2 separate regions of the Mus musculus genome follow, and region 2 is linked to region 1. Evidence: chromatin contacts called from public promoter capture Hi-C data. All regions are on one chromosome and are shown on one strand. The core of a region is the stretch at or near the end of the contact, and the rest is flanking DNA. Distances in the headings are between cores, read along the strand shown.

Region 1 (3,590 bases), core at 165-2,664:
CACCTGCGGGAAGGAAAAAGTCTGCCCAAGCGAGAGCTGAACACAACTGGAGCTAGAAGTGAGACGGGGAAGACAAGTCTGGTGCCAGGATTGGTTCGACTATCTTTGGCTTCACTAACAGCCACCAGCCTCCATTTGCCTCCTTCAAGGAGTTCAGTTTGACCTTCTAAACTGAAAGGGGTCCTCATCTGTACACTGGATGGCACTGAAATTCTACCACTTCCGGAAGGCACCCTCCCTCTCAGCCTACCATCTGACGTTCACTGACCACCCCCAATACTGTGACTACGGATCCAGGATCCAGCAACGACTGTGGTGTGGTCCTCAAGCTGCCTCCGAACCTTTGACATTACATCATTATCCAATTGCCTGACTTTATTTCCAGCAGAAGACGTCCAGGAAGGTCTAACCACATGGACAATTACCCACACCACCCACCATCGTGCATATATAAACTTCTTGGTCACACTTAACACGCTGTGACAAGACCAGGTCTGGGTCAAGGTAGGCTTGAGATCTGTCCACTCACAGAAACAGGCATAATATGGTCGGAATTTCACAAGTCGGGCTGCGGTGCCTCATGTGTTCTTTCAAGACTCAACTGGTCTGAGAGGATGGGTACGCCCCTGTGCATCCCCTCAGAGTTTTAATTCTGGTTTTATGTTCTTAGCATCTCCCACTTTAAATAACCAAGTGTGCCTGGTTCGGGTGCAGAAGGGATACACTAAAGCATGTTCAACATGAGTCTGGGAAGTGTCTTCTCACTTCCTGTGTCCAAGAAGAACCCAGAGCAGGCTCCAGGAGGATTTTCCGGAAGGCTATGCCTATCTGTTTCCTGATACAGCCCCTGAGACCATTTGGGTGGGGAGGGCACAACGGCTGCCTGTCTCTGTTGGGAGTTTGAATCAAGAGGTAAAATGCAGTCATCAGAATGATCAGGGTTGTAACTTTAGATCGCCGCCGTGGAGGAAGGAAAAGGGCAGGGGCACAATCACTTCTGGGTACCCGGGGTGGATCCAAGAGGGACCAACTTCCTGCAACAGCAGGGCCTCCCCTCAGGGTCGGGGGTGGTAAGGATCACCGCTTTCCCGGGACCAGCGAGGCAGTTCCTCGGTCACACTGGTCCCTGGACCGGCTCCGGCCGCCCGGAGGTGCCCGGGGGCCCCGCCGGAAGCGAGCTGAGTCCTGCCGGGCTGCACAGATCGTTCCCCGGTTCCCGCTGGGGCAACCCCCGCTAGCCAAGGCCATCCCCGGACGGCCGCGGGCCCGTCGCTGCTCGCCCTCTCGTCCCTACCCTCCCGGGGGTGCAGCTCGCGCGCCGGGCGCCGGATGCCGGTCAGCCGGCACAGTCCCCTCACCTTACTCGCGGCGGCTTTCTGGAGGCTGCCATTCGGCGGTGACGTGCCCCAGCCCACGTCAGGGGAGCGCAGACCAGCTGATCACCCACGGCCAGGCGCGCGCACCGGGCAGGCCACTCCTCCCCTCTGTGGCGTGCTCACGCAGAGGCTCCGCCCCGCTGTAAACCCCGCCCGTTCACCGGAGTGGGCGTGGCCGAGTGTCAGAATTCCAAAACCTTTGGGCTGTTGCTTGGAGAGGGTGTGGTGTTCTGTGCAACCAATTGGGAGAGGCGCCGGTCAGTCGTCACTGATCTTCCTCTCCATTTAAGAGGAAGGACAGGCGTTTTGCCAGCTAAGGAAGCTGCATGCTTCTCCGGTTTGTTCCAGCTTTTAGGTCAGCTAAGACGAGAGAGTCGTGGCCAGCTCTGCAAGAACCTATTTTAGGGTCCTGGAGACACTGACTGGATCAGGATATAACTTGCTGAGACCTTAGAGATGTCTTCCAAATGATTATTCCCAACAGCTTCAAAACTTACTGCTCACTTGGGCTAACGATCGGGCGTTAAAGCGTCCAAACCTAGCTCCTAACCCTATGTACAAACAAAAACATTCTTCACGTAGGGCTTTTTCATCTCAGTCGGTGGCTATTCCATGTTTTAAGGGCAAAAATCTTGACGTAATATCTGCCTTATTCCCCGGTCCATGCCCCATCTGCCCAAGATCCGCTTGGTCCTGGCTTCAAAGTAGATCCGTAGCCCCACCCACTTCCATCACGTCACCTATCTGGGGTGCATCACTTCCACCTCACCTGTGTGACGCCTGCATAGAAGCCAGACCGAACCTACCCTGAGGTGTCCACTTGACCATTCTAGAATCGCCTGGGAGAAAAAGCCCCTGGGCCTGGCTGGAGGGTTGTCTTGTGTTATTTAAGACGGGCAGAACCACTCCCTAGGTAGAGGATTCTAGACTGTATAAAATCAATGGAAATGAGCTGAAGACGAGCATGAATATATTACTCTCGCCTCTTGACTACCGATGTAAGGCCTGGCTCCCTGACTAGATGAACGGAAACTGGAAGCCGAAGAAGTCCTTTACCCCTCAAATTCCTTTCGCCAGAATGTTTTATCACAACGACGGGAAAAGAAACTAAGCAGTCCCCATTTCATTTGGAGTGACTCTTCTTAATCACAGCTCACAGGTCACCTCACTCCACCTAAGCTGGCCTTCCCTATCTTTGACACTCACAGTCCCGTCAAGTGTCACCTCCTCGATGAAACCTGCTTAAAGCTGTAAACCGCTTGGACCCATCCGGGCCCCTTTCCCACAGCTTCTACTGTTGTTCACCGGAGTTCATCTTCTGAGGATAGTCTCTCTACCCTGCACACATACTATAGCCATCAGAGCAAGAGTTGTTTCTGTTGCTTAAAAATGGGCAGGAGGGCTAGAGAGATGGCTCAGCGGTTAAGAGCACTGACCGCTCTTCCAGAGGTCATGAGTTCAAATCCCAGCAACCACATGATGGCTCACAACCATCTGTAATGAAATCTGATGCCCTCATCTGGTGTGTCTGAAGATAGCTACAGTGTGTATATATATATATATATATATATATATATATATATATATATATATATAATAAAATCTTTTTTTTTAATGGGCAGAAGCTGACAGTCATCCTCACGTGTTTGCTGCTGAAATAAATGTCCCCAGATTGCACACTTCTCCGGCACAGTGGCTCTCTTGTTCATTGTTATGTCCCTAGTGCTTAGGACAACACCTGGCACTAAATGAAGGTGAGCACCTATTTTAAAAACCAAGCTGTGTCCCATCCCACGTCGACCTTGGTGAAGTCCGAGTACGCTTGTATCCAACGGGTTCAGCTGTCCTGGAGGACTGAAAGTCCCGGTTAGCATTAGGTTAGCACGTAGACAAGCCAGAAAAGAATGTGTGTGACACAGCATGTCTGTTCATTTCCTCAAGCCTGCGGAGCCAAAATGAGACTGTAAACAAGGACTGGCTCCTGCCCACGCCCAAAAGAATAACAAGAGAGAAATCTGGCAGTGCGGGCAGAGTTATAAGTGCAATCAAAACGCAGCAGCACCCATAGTCATAATTGCCCAGGAGAAAGGAGAGAAAGCAGCACTGGGCAGTCCCTGAACCAGACCTGAGTTCCTGTTTGCAAGACAGCAAAGCCACCTTCATCATCTTCAAGTTCTTTCGGGAAGTCCCAGGAAGGAGACTCTAAAAACATTG
Region 2 (3,769 bases), core at 548-3,047, 2.1 Mb after region 1:
TCAAACTGCTCATCTCCTCACAGTTCTGCTTAGTAACAAGATATTACATGAACTGACAGATTGCTAGTGTAGTGAGTAGCAGCAAAAAGCTATAGCTTGGTGGTAGAGTGCTCATCTGGCCCGATCTGTTTACATGTCTGCTAAACTGCCCTGACCTCAAAGGTCAACATTCACAGACCAGTATTTTCCGAACATACAAGGATACAGCAGCTGTAGCCTTCAGATTCCTGGGCAAAACTGTCATGAGAAGTCACTTGTAAAAAAAAGGAAGACAACTTCAAAATAAGGCACTTGTAATAATACTGGCTTGCAACGAATAATTATTTCACTTTTGTTAATAACTGAGTATCCCTGGGAGGATAGAGACAAAAACTTTTTTATTATTTATTTATGGATGTGTGTGCATGTATAGGCATATACATATGAGTGCTGGAGGAGGCCAATACTGCACATCAGATCCCTGGAGCTAGGTCGTGAGCTACCTGATGCAAGTGCTGGGACCAAACTCTGATCCTCTGAAAGATCAGCGGGACTGTTAACCACTGCGCCACATCTCCAGCCCCAGCGTAAGCTTACTTGGTAAGACATTTTATATGTATGAATGCAGCTTTTTTTAATTTTTAAAAACCTTATATCATCTTTATTTAATTATTTTAGCTGCTGGCTTCCCCCTGCCCCCCAGCATTAGATTCTTCTCTTAAAATCAAAATCCACCTTCAGTGAGAGAACACTGTTCTCTAAGAGGAACACCTGGACTCTTTACAATCCCCACGTGGATTTGCTCCGATAACTGTTTAGCCTCAAAACAACATCTGCCCTTAGCCGTTCAGCATAAGCAATCAGCTGACACCAGAGATCAGTAAAGCACCCCATCTGGTGGGAAAAGTTCTTTATTATAAAGATTCGACGCCCCCTCCCCCTACCAACTTCCGGTTCTGAATGGCCACACAACGGAGGGGGGCCGGGAGTGGGGGAGCACACTGCAGCCTGAGAAAAGAAATGAGGCGATCGGAGGAGGAAAGGGAGGCTTGTGCCAACAGACGTCCAAGCCTTGCTCCTCCAGCCCCACAGGGTTTACTTGAGGTCAAGCCAGATTTTTTTACAGGAGAGGGGAGGAGAATAAAAGAAAAGAATCCCAGAGGCTCTAAACAGCAGTGCTGAGCAGGGAAGAAAACAAAATCTGACAGTGGGCCACAGGCAGGGGCAAGGGGGCCCCTCTGGAGTTCAAGGCCCCGTCTGCACACCACGCATGTGAATTTGGACAAGTTGGTTAACTACTACGCCTTGCTTCTCCCATCTGGAAAATGGGCAGCATGCCACCCGACAGCTGTGTCCGGCTGCAGGGAGGGCAGGGGTCTCCATAGCACGCCCGGGACACTGTGGGGTACGCGGGGCTGCTGTCAGCGGGCGGTCCCTGGAGCCAGCTGCTCGCGGAGTCCCCCGCTGCCTCGGTTTCCCTCCCGGCCCCCCGGGACGGAGCGTGCTGGGATGTCAGCCCTGCTGGTGCTGTCACTGCAGCCCGGTCCCTGGAGCGATACCGTGCCCACCCATCCGGGAGCCCGGCCCACTCCAGGGGGAACCCGGGTGTCCGCCCCGGACTCTTGCAAAGCCTCGGGCGGGCCCAGGGAGAGCGGCGCCCACCCACGCACCTGACCCCGCGCTCCGGCCCAGCGGCGTCTGCAGCCGCAGCCCGCACCGCGCACAGCGCACCGCGCTCCTCTCCACCCGCCCGGCAGCTCGCGCCTGGGCGCACGCAGCTGCCAGCGCTTCGGCTCTGCGCCTGCTGCAGCGGCGCGCCGCGATGACGCGGGCGGCGCGCGGCAGTGACGTCGGGGCTGCCGGCCGCCAGGCTTAGCGTAAGGCGCTTGGAGGAAGGGGACGGTGGGGACGGAGAGCATGGGGAGTGAGCCTGATGTCTACACTGCCCAAGCTGCATGCTTCGTGCATCGGCCGGTGGGTCTGTCTGTCTGTCTGCCATCTCCCTTGCGTGACCTCAGCTAGCCTAGGCTAGCACCAGGCCCTGTCCTGTGGCGGAATGCATTCGGGCTGCGTGGGTTTAGGTACTTGTGCGTGATCTTGCCTTTTTGTATGTGAGACCAAGCTCAATTTGTGAAGAATGAAGAGGCAAGGACTGCAGAGTGCAACGTTGTGAAATGTCTGAGTGACCGAGCCCGCAACGGCGAAAAAAATGTAGAATAGACAAAGGAAGGCTTGAAAGATAACTAAAAACATGCCCATAGCTCCCTAGAACCCAAATGCCTGGGCCCAGCACATCAGACATAAACAGAGAGGCCGCTCCTCTCCCTCTGTCCCCAGCAGTTGTCCCTGCTGTGGCCCGGAGATGCTGTCCCTCTCCTGTTGTGCTTCTGCCTCTCATCCCAGCACTCTGTAGTCCCAGAACTGCTTCTCCAAGCCTTCCCTTCCACCCCATTCCTCCATTATCACAGCCTCCTGCGACATCTCAAAGATTAACCAGAGCACCATGTCTCAGGTCCTCATCCATCGGTGTCAGACTGCAAACCCATGGCAGCGACAGTGCCTTACATCAGGGTCCTAATTAATATGTTATAATAAGCACCCAGTAAATACTGGGAGCTGAGGCACAACAAGAAAAACTAGATTTCCTTAGCTTGAACTTTCCACTTCTCTTTATAAACCCATCCTACAAAGCAAATATTCTCTTCTGGGAAACAACCCCAGAGAGTAGAAGTGGCCATTCATCAAGGACCCTGCCTTGATTTAGCCTCACATGTACCTTAGCAAAAAAAAAAAACAAACATACTTCACTAAGGCTCTCAAGGAGTGTATATTGGCTACAAAGAGTAATTTCTTATCCCAAAACATTGTGAAATTTTGTGCACAGGATACAGGGGCCCTAACAACAAAACAGGCATGGAAGGAAAGCATGAAGAAAAACTTTAGATTGATAAAGAAGATAAGAGAAATGAATTAGACTGACAAAGAAATTCTAAAATGTAAGCCATATGGAAAGTGTGTCTTACATAAAACTCAGTCATAGTGACTCTTCTTGCACAAGAGTGGCTGTGCATGTGAATGTGGGTTTGCCGTGCTAAGTTCTGGTTACATAATGAAAATTGTTTTGGAAACAGGTGGCACCCTAAGCAATTTATTTTATCAGCAGAGTGATTTATAGTAACCAGTCTAGCCAGTCAAGATGGAGCAACAGGGGAGAATTTGCTGTCTTATTTAATACAAGAAAAACCAAACAGGCAGTATAAAACAGTGACATTCAAGAATCAGACATTCTGTACCTTAGGTCGACAGTCCAAGGGGAGGCACACAATGAGCTGAACCCTGTACTTGCTTTGGCTTATCACCTAGAGAGAGTTATCAGGCTTCAGTACAGAAAGAAGGAATTCAGCCAGGTTTAGGTAGACTGAAATGAGGAGATAGAATTGAGAGACTATGGGTGTCAAAGCAGGAGCAACATCAGAGTACCAGAGAGGAGAAAGCTATGTGGCAAAAGAAGCCATGGAGACCTGCAGACACAGGTTCAGGGAAGAAGAACACATAAACATGAAGTGAAGAAGAACACTCACTGTGGCTAGCACAATATGGGGACTGCTCTTGGATCTACAAGTCATAGCTAAAAGATTCTCGGTGGTCATAAAGGATGCTTAAAATGCCTGATCTTCAAAGACTCTAGAAACCTCATTATTTATGACATAAATGATCTCACCTCAGTAGCAGAGCAAAAATAGCCCTACAATAAAGTCATATTATGGTCATATTTAACAACCCTAAAAAC

Evidence for each region. Promoter capture Hi-C pulls out the DNA fragments that hold promoters and counts their contacts.
Region 2: a promoter capture Hi-C map of pre-B cells shows a contact between it and region 1, with 4 times the contacts expected there. The contact joins the promoter of Gpam here to the promoter of Xpnpep1 in region 1. A contact is called at or near these places in 1 of 39 promoter capture datasets (pre-B cells), 1 of 484 Hi-C or Micro-C datasets (CD4 T cells) and 1 of 9 other capture datasets (liver).

Annotation. Positions count from the first base shown.
Region 1 is chr19:53,037,156-53,040,745 of GRCm38.p6, forward strand. It overlaps Xpnpep1 (X-prolyl aminopeptidase (aminopeptidase P) 1, soluble), which reads right to left and starts at 1,415. Exons shown (of 20, transcript NM_001374834.1): 1 at 1,359-1,415.
Region 2 is chr19:55,097,680-55,101,448 of GRCm38.p6, forward strand. Gpam (glycerol-3-phosphate acyltransferase, mitochondrial) reads right to left here and starts at 1,798. Exons shown (of 21, transcript NM_008149.4): 1 at 1,650-1,798. It overlaps Gm31356 (a long non-coding RNA gene), which reads left to right and starts at 1,864. Exons shown (of 3, transcript XR_001782666.2): 1 at 1,864-1,953.